2 separate regions of the Capsicum annuum genome follow, and region 1 is linked to region 2. A link is a contact called in public Hi-C data. All regions are on one chromosome and are shown on one strand. The core of a region is the stretch at or near the end of the contact, and the rest is flanking DNA. Distances in the headings are between cores, read along the strand shown. Region 1 overlaps LOC107842510 (transcription factor LRL2). Region 2 holds the start of LOC107842013 (adenylate isopentenyltransferase 3, chloroplastic).

Region 1 (5,641 bases), core at 1,000-3,499, 43 kb after region 2:
TGGGACAAAGTCCCAAGTTCACGCTCAACAGAAGCTAATTGTTGAGGGGATGACCTCCCATGGACGGAGCAGGTACCAGAAGAGGGTGTTCGTCTAAAACTTATATTGTATGTATAAAGTTGAAATTATATTTTATGTATATAGAATAGATGTTAAATTCATTTGGCTTCTCCATGTATTTGTTTCTTTATATTTTTGAATCTGTGAAAATGCATGCCAAAGTGCCAATTTTTTGATGAAGCACTTTTATACGTACTATCTAAAGATTGTTCAGCGACAAGGGCTGATGGGCAAAAAATGAATGGCGTTTTCTGGTTCCCCGAGTCAGGTGCTCGTGGGGCAATGCCAAGACGAAACAAGGAAATGAGAGGTCGTTTTAGAAAATCGACATGAAAGACTTTCTTTGAACTTTATAATTTCCAGCAAAAATAAATTACTAGGTAATATGTCCTAGTGTTGGTAGACAGAATTACCTGATTCATGTTGCCAGTGGGAGATGACAGGTATCCCGTGAAATTAGTAGAGACAATTTTATTTTTTTAAAAAAAGGAATTTCTTTGAACTTTCTCATTTTCTGTACTCTTCATGTTATTACTTACTTTAAATGTCGAAGCTCAACGTATGTTCACCATGATATGCACTGATCATCTCTTTTTCCTTTTTTTCTTCTTTTGATCATCTCTTTTTCCTTTTTTTCTATTTTCAAAGCAACATTGGCACTCAGCTGTTTTGGCTCCTCATTTGGATTTTGTGTTCACCACGTTTTTGCCTTCTTTTTACAACTTTTTGCTATGTACATCCAAAGATGCTTTAAAATGGCGAATTAGACATGCAGGCAATTCCTTTTTTTGACCAAGATATGGTCCGATTTAGTTGTCCCGTTTTATTTGGTCCTAGAAATGTGCGAGACAACTGCAATACAAAATGATATTGTCTGATTCTTAGATGACTTAGGACCACCCACCCCTCCTTTGAACTGGATCCTCTTTGACTCACTTCTTTAGGTCCAAAAATCCTTGCTTTTGTTTGTCTATATATATAAAAGTGGAGTAAACAAAAGTGGAAAATAAAATGCATTGAACAAAGGTCAACCCCATCTTGATCAAATTCTGATTCGGACATTTATATTTGTATGCTTTTATATATTTTTCTTTTTGTATATACAGTAGAAAGCTGAAGGGGCCAATTTCGACGCCCCCTTCATTCGACACCTAGCAAATGAGATGAGAGCAGCAATGAACTTGATCAGAGTCTAGTTGTAATGATCGGACTCCAAAGTCCTCGTACAGATAAGTGTGAGTCTAATTCTCACTGTCCCGCATCTCTATTTCCTTGTTATATACAGTTAAAGTTGAAGACTACAGGTTAACGGTCATACTTCACCCGTTGTATTTGTTACCCCAAGACTTGAAAGAGTTGTAGAGATTATTTCTGACAATCTAAATATTCCCCTTTGGTCTAAAATTTCAAAAGCATCTTCCAGAGCTCCAATTAGCGATCAACAACGCTGAAGGGTTGCACTTCGGAAGTGAATTCTCTTTTTTTGGAACTGGACAAAAATGTGAGAATCTGCTAAAAGTGGTTCCCATGTTCAAGAATTTAGTGATTTCATATTCGATATTATCACTCGCTAATGATATGATTATAACACAATAATAGCAGATCTTTCGTCCTTTCTTGTCCTTCATTTGGACCTGATAAAACGCAAGATGCTGTTTTGTCTTATTTCAAAGGAAGCATCTTTTTATTATTTGGCCACTTTATTTTCTTTAATCACTCTTCAATTGTCATTGTAAGGTCACAGCATAGTGCAACTTTGATTAGGAGTGACAAAATCTAGAATAAAGTAATTAAGAGGGAAGCGCAACACGATTCCCAAACTCCAAGTTAATTAGGAAGAAACTTCTTTAATATCACAACTCAAGGAGGGGGGAAAGCATATATAGTAGAAATCACAGCAATTTCAAATTTAAGTTTCACTTTTTACACATTATCCCTCTAAGTTATCTAATTTCTGGTTTGCAGAGAGGATCAGAACATCTGTTCCTAGTTCTGCCAAATCATGTATCAGTCAATAAACGCCACAAATTCCAAAAAAAAATGGAATCAAAAGAAAATGTCTGCAAATAAGCGGTTTTCACTTCACTGTGCGACAATATAGGAAAGTGGAGCATCTTATTAGCATCATTCCCTGTCGCTGTTTGTTAATCACCCAGCACACACGTGAGCACACAGTGGGGATAGGAGGGCACTGAGGGGGTGCGAAGCACCCCAACTGTGCCACTTTCCCGTTGGTTAAACAAGTTCGCTTTTGCAGGTTTCAGCAATGATCCTTATCAGCATGCCTATGTCATTCGTTATAGATAACTTCAGTAGACAGTAGTTTGTCTTACATTGTATAAACTAATCTCAATATTTACTAAGCTCTAAAGTCTAGCACAAATCAAGTCGATATCTGGGGTTGTTTCATGTCCACGGGTGCCTGGACCGGAGGTGCTGCCTCCGAGAGAGTAACAAAAAGTTGACAAAGAGTGGGGTATCTCAGTGGAATGACAGCTTAGAGAAGAACAGTAAAGAAGCCTATATAAGGATCTCTTTCTTAGACTCTGAAAATAAAACAGATCCACTGTGACCTAATTCAGAAGGTTAAAATTGCTCACTTTGAATGACATGGTCAAGGAGTACAAATGTGTCAAAGGATAGAGGTTTAATTAATTCAATTGTGCCTTTTTACAAAAATTTAAATATCCCTTACGTTTGTTAATTAAAATAGATAAAGCAGATAATGAGCACCTATTTGATAGTGTAAGATGAAGCTAGAGTTAAGACAGAGAGCAGAACTGTACAAAGATAAATCTTCTTGTGCTTTGCTTAAAAAACGTTGTACTATAGTTTTCTTGCCTAATTACCACTTCAGAATACTTTGCGTTAACTTTGCATGGGAAGTTATATGTTGACCTGCTTTTTCAGTTTCTATTCATGATGATGCAGTCCTTCTGCCAGAGCCATAGGCATCACAAATAGGCCCTTACTCTCCAGCAATTGGGTTGCCATTGAAGGATTCATTTCCAGCAACTTTCCCATTGTGTCTTCAAGGGGTTCAATCTGTTGTTCATCAAGGGTGTAATGGCCACATCCCTGAAAATCAGTCAGAACCTATTACATTCTCCAACAATTAGTTTTTGTATAAATAAAAAGTCCAAAAGTTTGATTAGTAATGTAATTGTTAAATTGGATCATGAATGGTGGTACCTCAAGATTTACAAATGGGATAGAAGCAGGTTCGCCACCCAATCTGCTCCTACTGAGATCCTGCACAACCACAATTAAGTTCCCATAAGTCTCCAGCAGGATTAGTTAATTACAGGATGCTGTTCAGACAAAAAACATTGTTAAACTTGATGCAAAGACAACCAAATAAGGAAATACAAAACTACATTGAATAGAGTTCTTGATGACCTGAAAGATGGTACAAGGTAAAGAGCAATAGAAGTAGCGGTTATTCAACAGTGATGCCCCAAAATTTAATAGCAACATTAACGTGAAGATTAATCACCTAGAGGCACTGAAATAGGTCACCAGTTAAACCATTTATCCAAATAATTGAGCTACTGGGTTCAAGAATTATACCGAAGCAGTAAGCAACCATAAACTCCTGGAAAAAAAAAACTGTCTGAACTTAATACACGAAAATTAATTGAAAATGTAAAATAACACAAGAAACACACTCTATACAGGCTTATACATTTAAGAGTGACAAGTATAGCGTCCAATGTCCCCGACCCCACTTGGTGGGAATATACTGGGTATGTTGTTGTAAGTATAGCATCCAGTGAGATTCATTATGTTATGTTTGCTTAAGAAACAAAGCATTCTAGGAGCCTAATATGTTCAAAACTAAATGAGAAGGATGATGACGGTAGAGTTTTTCTATAGAATGCTTAGGAATGATCTGGCAAAGAATAGGTTATCCACATTTGGCTGGAAGATAAATAGAATATGCACAATAGTTCTCAAAGGAAAGTTATGGGCAAGCACTATGTCTTAGGTTCCATATTTACTGGACAGGCATAGTCTTTTTGGTTTTTTCGAGTAGTAATACAAATTGCTGGCTTTGCTCTAAACCACCTAGATTGATGGTTACCAGATACAAGGGAATCCAACTTATTTTCCGCAAGTTCCTCGTACAAATGATTGAATAAATGAGCTAGATTGGCAATACGTCCAGTTTATCAGGTTAACTGGTTGTTGCCTCCTTGCTAAGATTAAGTTTGTCATGTCAAACAAACAGAAGCAATCTTGAAGACATCATCACACAATAGAGTTCAGCAACAATGATCTTAAGTCATTTTCTTTAGATAAAGAAATTGAGATATACTTAGGCTTCAAATTCTTATAGACAAAATCTTCAAGTACTAATATACAGAAGAGTCACATAAGAATTACATGGTATGGATAGTTGGCTCTTAATTTGCAATTTTGCCTACGGCTCGTTATGGATAGTTGACTCTTAATTTGCAATTTTGCCTACGGCTCATTAAAGTCCTTGTCAGGCAGAAAGGCAATATTGATGTCAAACACGTGACAAAAGTATTGTTGCATTAACAAGGTTAATAGACAAATTAAAAAATGTAGCGCATTCAGATTATTGACCATTGAAAGAACAGAAAAAATTCTATATCCACAGTATATGCAGGTAAGCTTATTTTGTGCCAAGGACATTATATAAGAACGTTTATATACCTTTATCTGGAACTGCAGATATTTGATGTGGTCAATAATTTCATCCATTAGAGATTCTTTTCCACCCTGCAAACCACAGTAAAACTACCGCTTCACCCATTCTTTAGGAAGATGCAGAAATTCTACAATAAAATAGATGATACCAGTAACTAATTCTTTGTATTTTCCAAAGCCCCTCCCCCCTATCCCTCTACCCTCCAACTTTCAGCATTCCTCACGTACATAACTTTTACAACATCTGCATATCCTGTATTTTGAATAGCTAAGCAATATACATAAAGTCAAATGCCAATAGGATGTGTTACCTGTTTAGAGCATGGAAATAATTCTCCCAATGCCTCTATTCTTTCAGCGATCCTCATCCTGCGATGCTGAATCCAAAATCAGCTATAATTAGGCATCGGGTGATAACTGTGAAGTTTACAATAACAACATACCCAGTGTAATCCCCCATGTGAGGTCCGGGACCTTACCCCTACCTTTGAAAAGTAGAGAGGTAGTTTCCCATAGGCCCTCGGCTAAAAAAGAGAAATTATTCGGAGAAAGGTAGCAAGAAAAAACATGACAACAAGCTATCAAGATACAGAGAAAAATGAAGCAACAGATGGCAAAAAAAGAAAACCCATTGAAGAATAAGAAACTATGTGATTATTAAATGCCACTACTAATAAGGAGAGAGGATATGGGGCTAGCCTCTCGCCTCTCCCACCTAAAGGGCGACCACATCCGGCTACCTACTACCTTCTACCCTAATACGCGACCTGCATACCTTCCTATCTAGGATCATGCCTTTAGTAAGCTGAAGTTATGTCATATCTTGTCTAATCACCTCACTCTAGTTCTCTTTCGGCCTACTCTACCTCTCCCAACTCCTTATACAACCAACCTCTCACACCTC
Region 2 (5,126 bases), core at 1,918-4,417:
CCTTTAGACTTAGTTTATTTTGACTTGGTTTGGCTATCATCGGGGGGCTTGTCCCGACGTATAATTTCTAAACTTCATTTTATATAGTGATGTTGTGGGTGACTGTGGACTTGCGCATATTGGGCTAATGTGTTGATAATTATGAATGGTTGGTCTTGTTAAGTCTTGACGCATAGTCACATTTTCGCTATCTTATTATTATGGTTGGATTGTATCCGACCCTTGTGGATTGTTGTTGATGGATAGGTTGGGTTACGGGGCGACCTCCGGTACATGTGTGCTTGAGATGCCCATACGACATGGCTCGGTTTCAGATCGTGTCAGTAACCAAATGTCAAGTCTATTCAAGACAATTCAAACAGCCAAAATTTAAGTAATGAAAATGGCTAAGGCAACTATTTATAGTCCTTGCCTTTTCATGAATAGCCTATTACCAACCCAAAAGTGACTATTTTAGCAATAACTCACAAGGGTTCTTCTTGATTATCCCAATGACATCTTGATCACCTACGGCTTTATGTATTTATTATTTCATGACTTCCTCTGGGCTCCAAGCTATTATCCATATGTGGAAGTCCTCCTGATGTGCCCCAAGCTACCCATGCTCGTAGCAGTATCTGATCATAAGCTTATGAATACTTGTTTTGTGATTTATTTACTATTATCTATACTTTCTGTATTTGTGTTTGTATATTGATCTTCTTCTTTGATTGATGTCAAAGGGGGAGAAAGAGACATACATCTTGTCTCAACCATCTCTAGCTCTTTTCTCTATTTTTATTAAACATTGTTATCTCTATAAGTTTGTTGTACATCGAAAAAGAGAGGAGAAAAATTAATATAATTGGTGAGTCATTGTATCAAAAAGAGATAAAAGAAAAGATAGTGTGAGTATGTGCTAAAATGTAATACTCAACTCTTGTAATACTACCTTTATTCACCAAAAGAGCCAGTAGAATTTATTGCAATTCAAGGGGATTGAAGTAAGACCTATTATGAGTTTCAACCAATAAAAATATCTGGTGTCATTTTATATTTCTGCATTTTCATTTTAGAAATTACGTTGCTTCTTCAATAATATTCATACAATTAACTGAGTGTGAAAGTAAAAAAATAGCAATTCACACCCCCTTTTTACACTTTCAAAAGGCACTTCTAATATATTATACACATATTTAGTTTAAGAGCATACGATTCAATTGTTTTCTTCACATTCTTAATTTTGGATTCTCAACCAAACAATGTTGTTTCCTTTTCGTACATGAACTATATATCGCCATGCATGTATGTATTAAAACACACTTCAACTATTAGTAATTCCCTTCTCCTACTTAAACGACGATGATAGTTCAAGTAGGAAAAGGGAATAGCTGATAGTTAAGATATATTCTAATAAATAAATGGTGATAGTTTATATAAATAAATAAATAAATGATAATTAAACTATGAAAGTTGTGAAAAAACAATAGTTATTTATTATCATTCAATGTTCATTTAAAAGGGTTACAGTCTTTTTGTAGTTACAATAGTGATCAGTGAAAAATAAAATAAACTATATGATGCTAAACAGCTAGCTACTGTGGTGGACATATATGAACGTTATCTCCCAAAACTGGTGATCATGCTCGACTAAGTTACAAAAAAAGGTCTTCAGATTAATGCATACACACAACTTGCTTTTTCTTGTTGAGGTGATGGTACAAAACACAGTTAAATTGTTATTTTTTCGTGAATTTCATACATTATCTATTGATTATTCTCTTTATGTGCCTAGACTATCACTATCATTCTATTAAAATATACCTCAATGTTGAGCTGGTCAAATATTTGGGTGTGCAGACCAACTCAACATATATTTTAATACAAGCCGAATGATAGTTTAGGTTGATAAATTGAACAATGTATAGTTGAGATATGAAACTCGCGAAAAAAGTGATAATTCATTTATGTGTATTTTCGACCATTAACTCTTTTTTTTTTTTTTGCTTTAATAGTTAGATGCTGCTGCCATGGCCGACGCTGCAATGGTTGTCCCATCACTTTTATAAACCATAGAATTCCTATAATTTTCGTATAAAAATTTACCCACAATCTTTATGCTTTGTCCCATCACCATATTCTTCCATATTTCCTCTGCTTCTTCTTCGTCTGCTTTCCTCTTTTTTCTGAAAACTTCAGTTGCATCTAATCGATGAATTTTCCATCCCTTAACGTTAATCAATCTTTTTATTTTCACCAACTGTTTGCTTGCTAGTATACAATTATTGATCTTCACTTGATTAATTGCTTCCTTTAGCAGTCTCTCGCGAGTCTGTCTGTCCACGGAATTTGACAGTTGAGCACGAAAGTAACTGTCAAATTCGGGGACACCAATGGCTTTACGAATGCCTTTGGTGTAATCCCTGTTTTTTGGATTGAACAAGTTTCTTACCTCCTCCACCATTCCTTGATCGACCATCTTATCAACTCGTTCGTACAAGAAGGAATTTAGCACGTTCATCGATGCGTCCACCCATAGAAAACAAAAATCGTACCTAGTACTAAAATGATAGGAATTGTCGTAGACAAGCGCCTCGATGAATGAATTGGATCCACCAACGATGATGGGAAGTTTCGCCCGTTTGGTTATAGAGTTAACAGCAAATGAAGCCATGCTGCAGAAGTTTTTGGTGGCGAATTCTTTGTAAGGATCAATTACGCCTAGGAGATGATGTGGTACACCACACCGTTCTTCCTCTGTTATTTTGTTGGTCGCGATATCAAGACCTTTGTACACTTGTATTTTGTCCGAGTTCACTATTTCTCCATTGAATCGAGTGGCTAAGTCTATGGAGAGTCTTGATTTTCCAGCCCCGGTCACTCCCATGACCACTACAACCTTGTCCTTTTGAGGTAAATTTCGTAATTGTAGCAAATTTGGCCATACTTGTTTGCACGTTAGTACAGAGTTAATCATACCAATCATAATAAAATTAATAATAACAGTAATATATAGTAGTAGTAACTATTCCTCAATCTCAAACAAACTGGGATCGACTACGAATTTATGGCTATGGATATGGGAAAATGGGTACGGAGGGAAGTACTTTGTGAATGTAAATGCGGCAAATTGACAATGTGTTGTGTTTGGAGAAAGAAATGGTTCTTCTTTGAGGCTTTGGGTGGTAATGGTTTGTCAGCTTTATATAATGCTCCAAAAGCTAAAAGGAATATAACAAATGATAGAGCAAATGATTGATTGGTTTAAAAAAACAAAGTGTCATATCGTAAGTCCCAATAGTTGAAAGTGGGTTTAAAGTATTTTTCGGAATTTAAAAAACCAAAGCCTTTGGCTTGAAAGCAAATTTTAATTTTTGAAAGTCAGATCAACATATTTTTTCAAAAAAAAAAAAAGGAAAAGGTAAATCAAAATACCTAACTTTTTTTCAAATATTATTTTTTGGAAAAGTAGAACAAAAACAGGATTCAAGCGCCACTCTTGTGTTTGGTTCTTTTTCTATTTTGTATTTCTTTTCTTTCTTTCCTGTTTTGAGTTTCTTCTTTGAAAAAACCTTTTTTTGTACACTGTGGACGGTGATAAAGCAGGTACCTTTATATTATACTGCCAAATACATAAGAATTACGAAATCTATTTTGGCCATGACTCGTGAAAGATCGTATAATAGTTTGATAATACATTAATTTGTCAACTTGGAATAAGCAATCGTGTAGTTAGTGAGAAGTATTGAAGAGAAAACTGTATATGATTCCAAAGGAGTTCAATTGAATTGAGAAAAAGAGAGTTATAGCATGTTTGGGATTGCTTATTTCACCAAATAAGCACTTATTTTGAAGTAAAAGCAATTTTTTAAAAAAAAGGGTGTTTGGTAAACTTTCAAACGTGCTTTCAAAAACAAGTAGAAGCAATTTTTCTGCTTCTGGGAAGAAGCAGAAAATTTCTGTTTCTCAAAAAAAGCAGAAGCAGAAGCAGAAAAATTATTTTTTTATGACAGAATTATCCCTATCACACACAAATATATCCATATATATAGATATATATATATATATATATATATATAGATAGATAGATAGATAGATAGATAGATAGATAGATAGATAGATATTAACATATCTTACAAGTTTTATTAACATTTGATTTTTAAAATTTTACATTTCATATTTAAATCATAATTCTTTATGATTTATATATTTTTATTTTATTTTCACTCATTTTCTTTAAATAAATTTGAAAATATTATTGATGATGATAACTAAACAATATATAAGTTATTTTATTATTATTAATGATAACAATTGACAAATGAATCACGTTACAAGATTGTACTTTGACATCACATATAAATTTTTTCTCAAATATTTAATTTTCAATAAATAATTCATGAAAAGCGACATATTTGTTGAAATATAGTATATATATATATATATATATATGATGACTGTTTATTCGTAGTAAATTTTGATACCGTAAAAATATATTAAAAAAAGATAACAAATAATAGATAGAATTTTATTTTAAATATTTGTCAGTATATGAATTTGGCTACTTAATTTTAGAATTGATTTTAAAAATATTTTTTCTCTATAAATTGATTTTAGTAATAAAAGTCTACTAATAGATGTCCTTTTTGGTCATTTATCTCAAAAAAGCACTTCTTGAAAAAGATTATCCAAACATAATTTGATTATCAAAAGCACTTTTCGAATGAATTTACCGAACACAAATTATTTTTTTTAAAAGCACTTTTTTGAAAAGCCATTTTATAAAAGTGTTTCCCAAATAAGCAGTTTTGCAACTGTAATCCCAAACCGGCCTTATTCTAATTGCTTCAAGTCGATCACATTATAAATTTGAATGAGTGACTTCTTTATACCAACTTCAGTTATTCACGATTTGATAGCATAGCTAATTACCACAATATCAAATAAATATCACATTATGCACGAAACAAGTGGAAGTTGTCATAATTTTTATTTTATTTTTTTATTTCTCCCATGGTATTTAGTATCCGCTTAAAATTTTGATTAATTCGATTTTTTGTTAAAAAGTTCCACTTTGGAGGTACCTAAAACTCTTTACCAAAAATGATTATGTTCCAAGTCTTTGAACCCGGAACTCTATTTAATTA

What was found. Hi-C and Micro-C count contacts between places; a contact is called where the count stands out from the background.
Region 1: a contact with region 2 is called in a Hi-C map of leaf, with 2.1 times the contacts expected there. The contact joins the enhancer-like site here to the promoter of LOC107842013 in region 2. A contact is called at or near these places in 2 of 5 Hi-C or Micro-C datasets (leaf and placenta).

Annotation. Positions count from the first base shown.
Region 1 is chr9:153,633,987-153,639,627 of UCD10Xv1.1, forward strand. LOC107842510 (transcription factor LRL2) reads right to left here. Exons shown (of 8, transcript XM_016686403.2): 5 at 5,049-5,114; 6 at 4,744-4,809; 7 at 3,253-3,312; 8 at 2,689-3,156. The coding sequence ends at 2,974. Among protein-coding and RNA genes, the nearest start is that of LOC107842510, 19 kb to the right of the region's middle. Within about 2 kb of position 2,250, at least 3 of the 5 cell types and tissues checked have an H3K27ac peak or open chromatin away from gene starts, as enhancers often do. A contact at or near this core is called in leaf, where this site is marked.
Region 2 is chr9:153,590,003-153,595,128 of UCD10Xv1.1, forward strand. LOC107842013 (adenylate isopentenyltransferase 3, chloroplastic) reads right to left here and starts at 3,168. Exons shown (of 1, transcript XM_016685823.2): 1 at 1,453-3,168. The coding sequence starts at 2,965. The coding sequence ends at 1,988.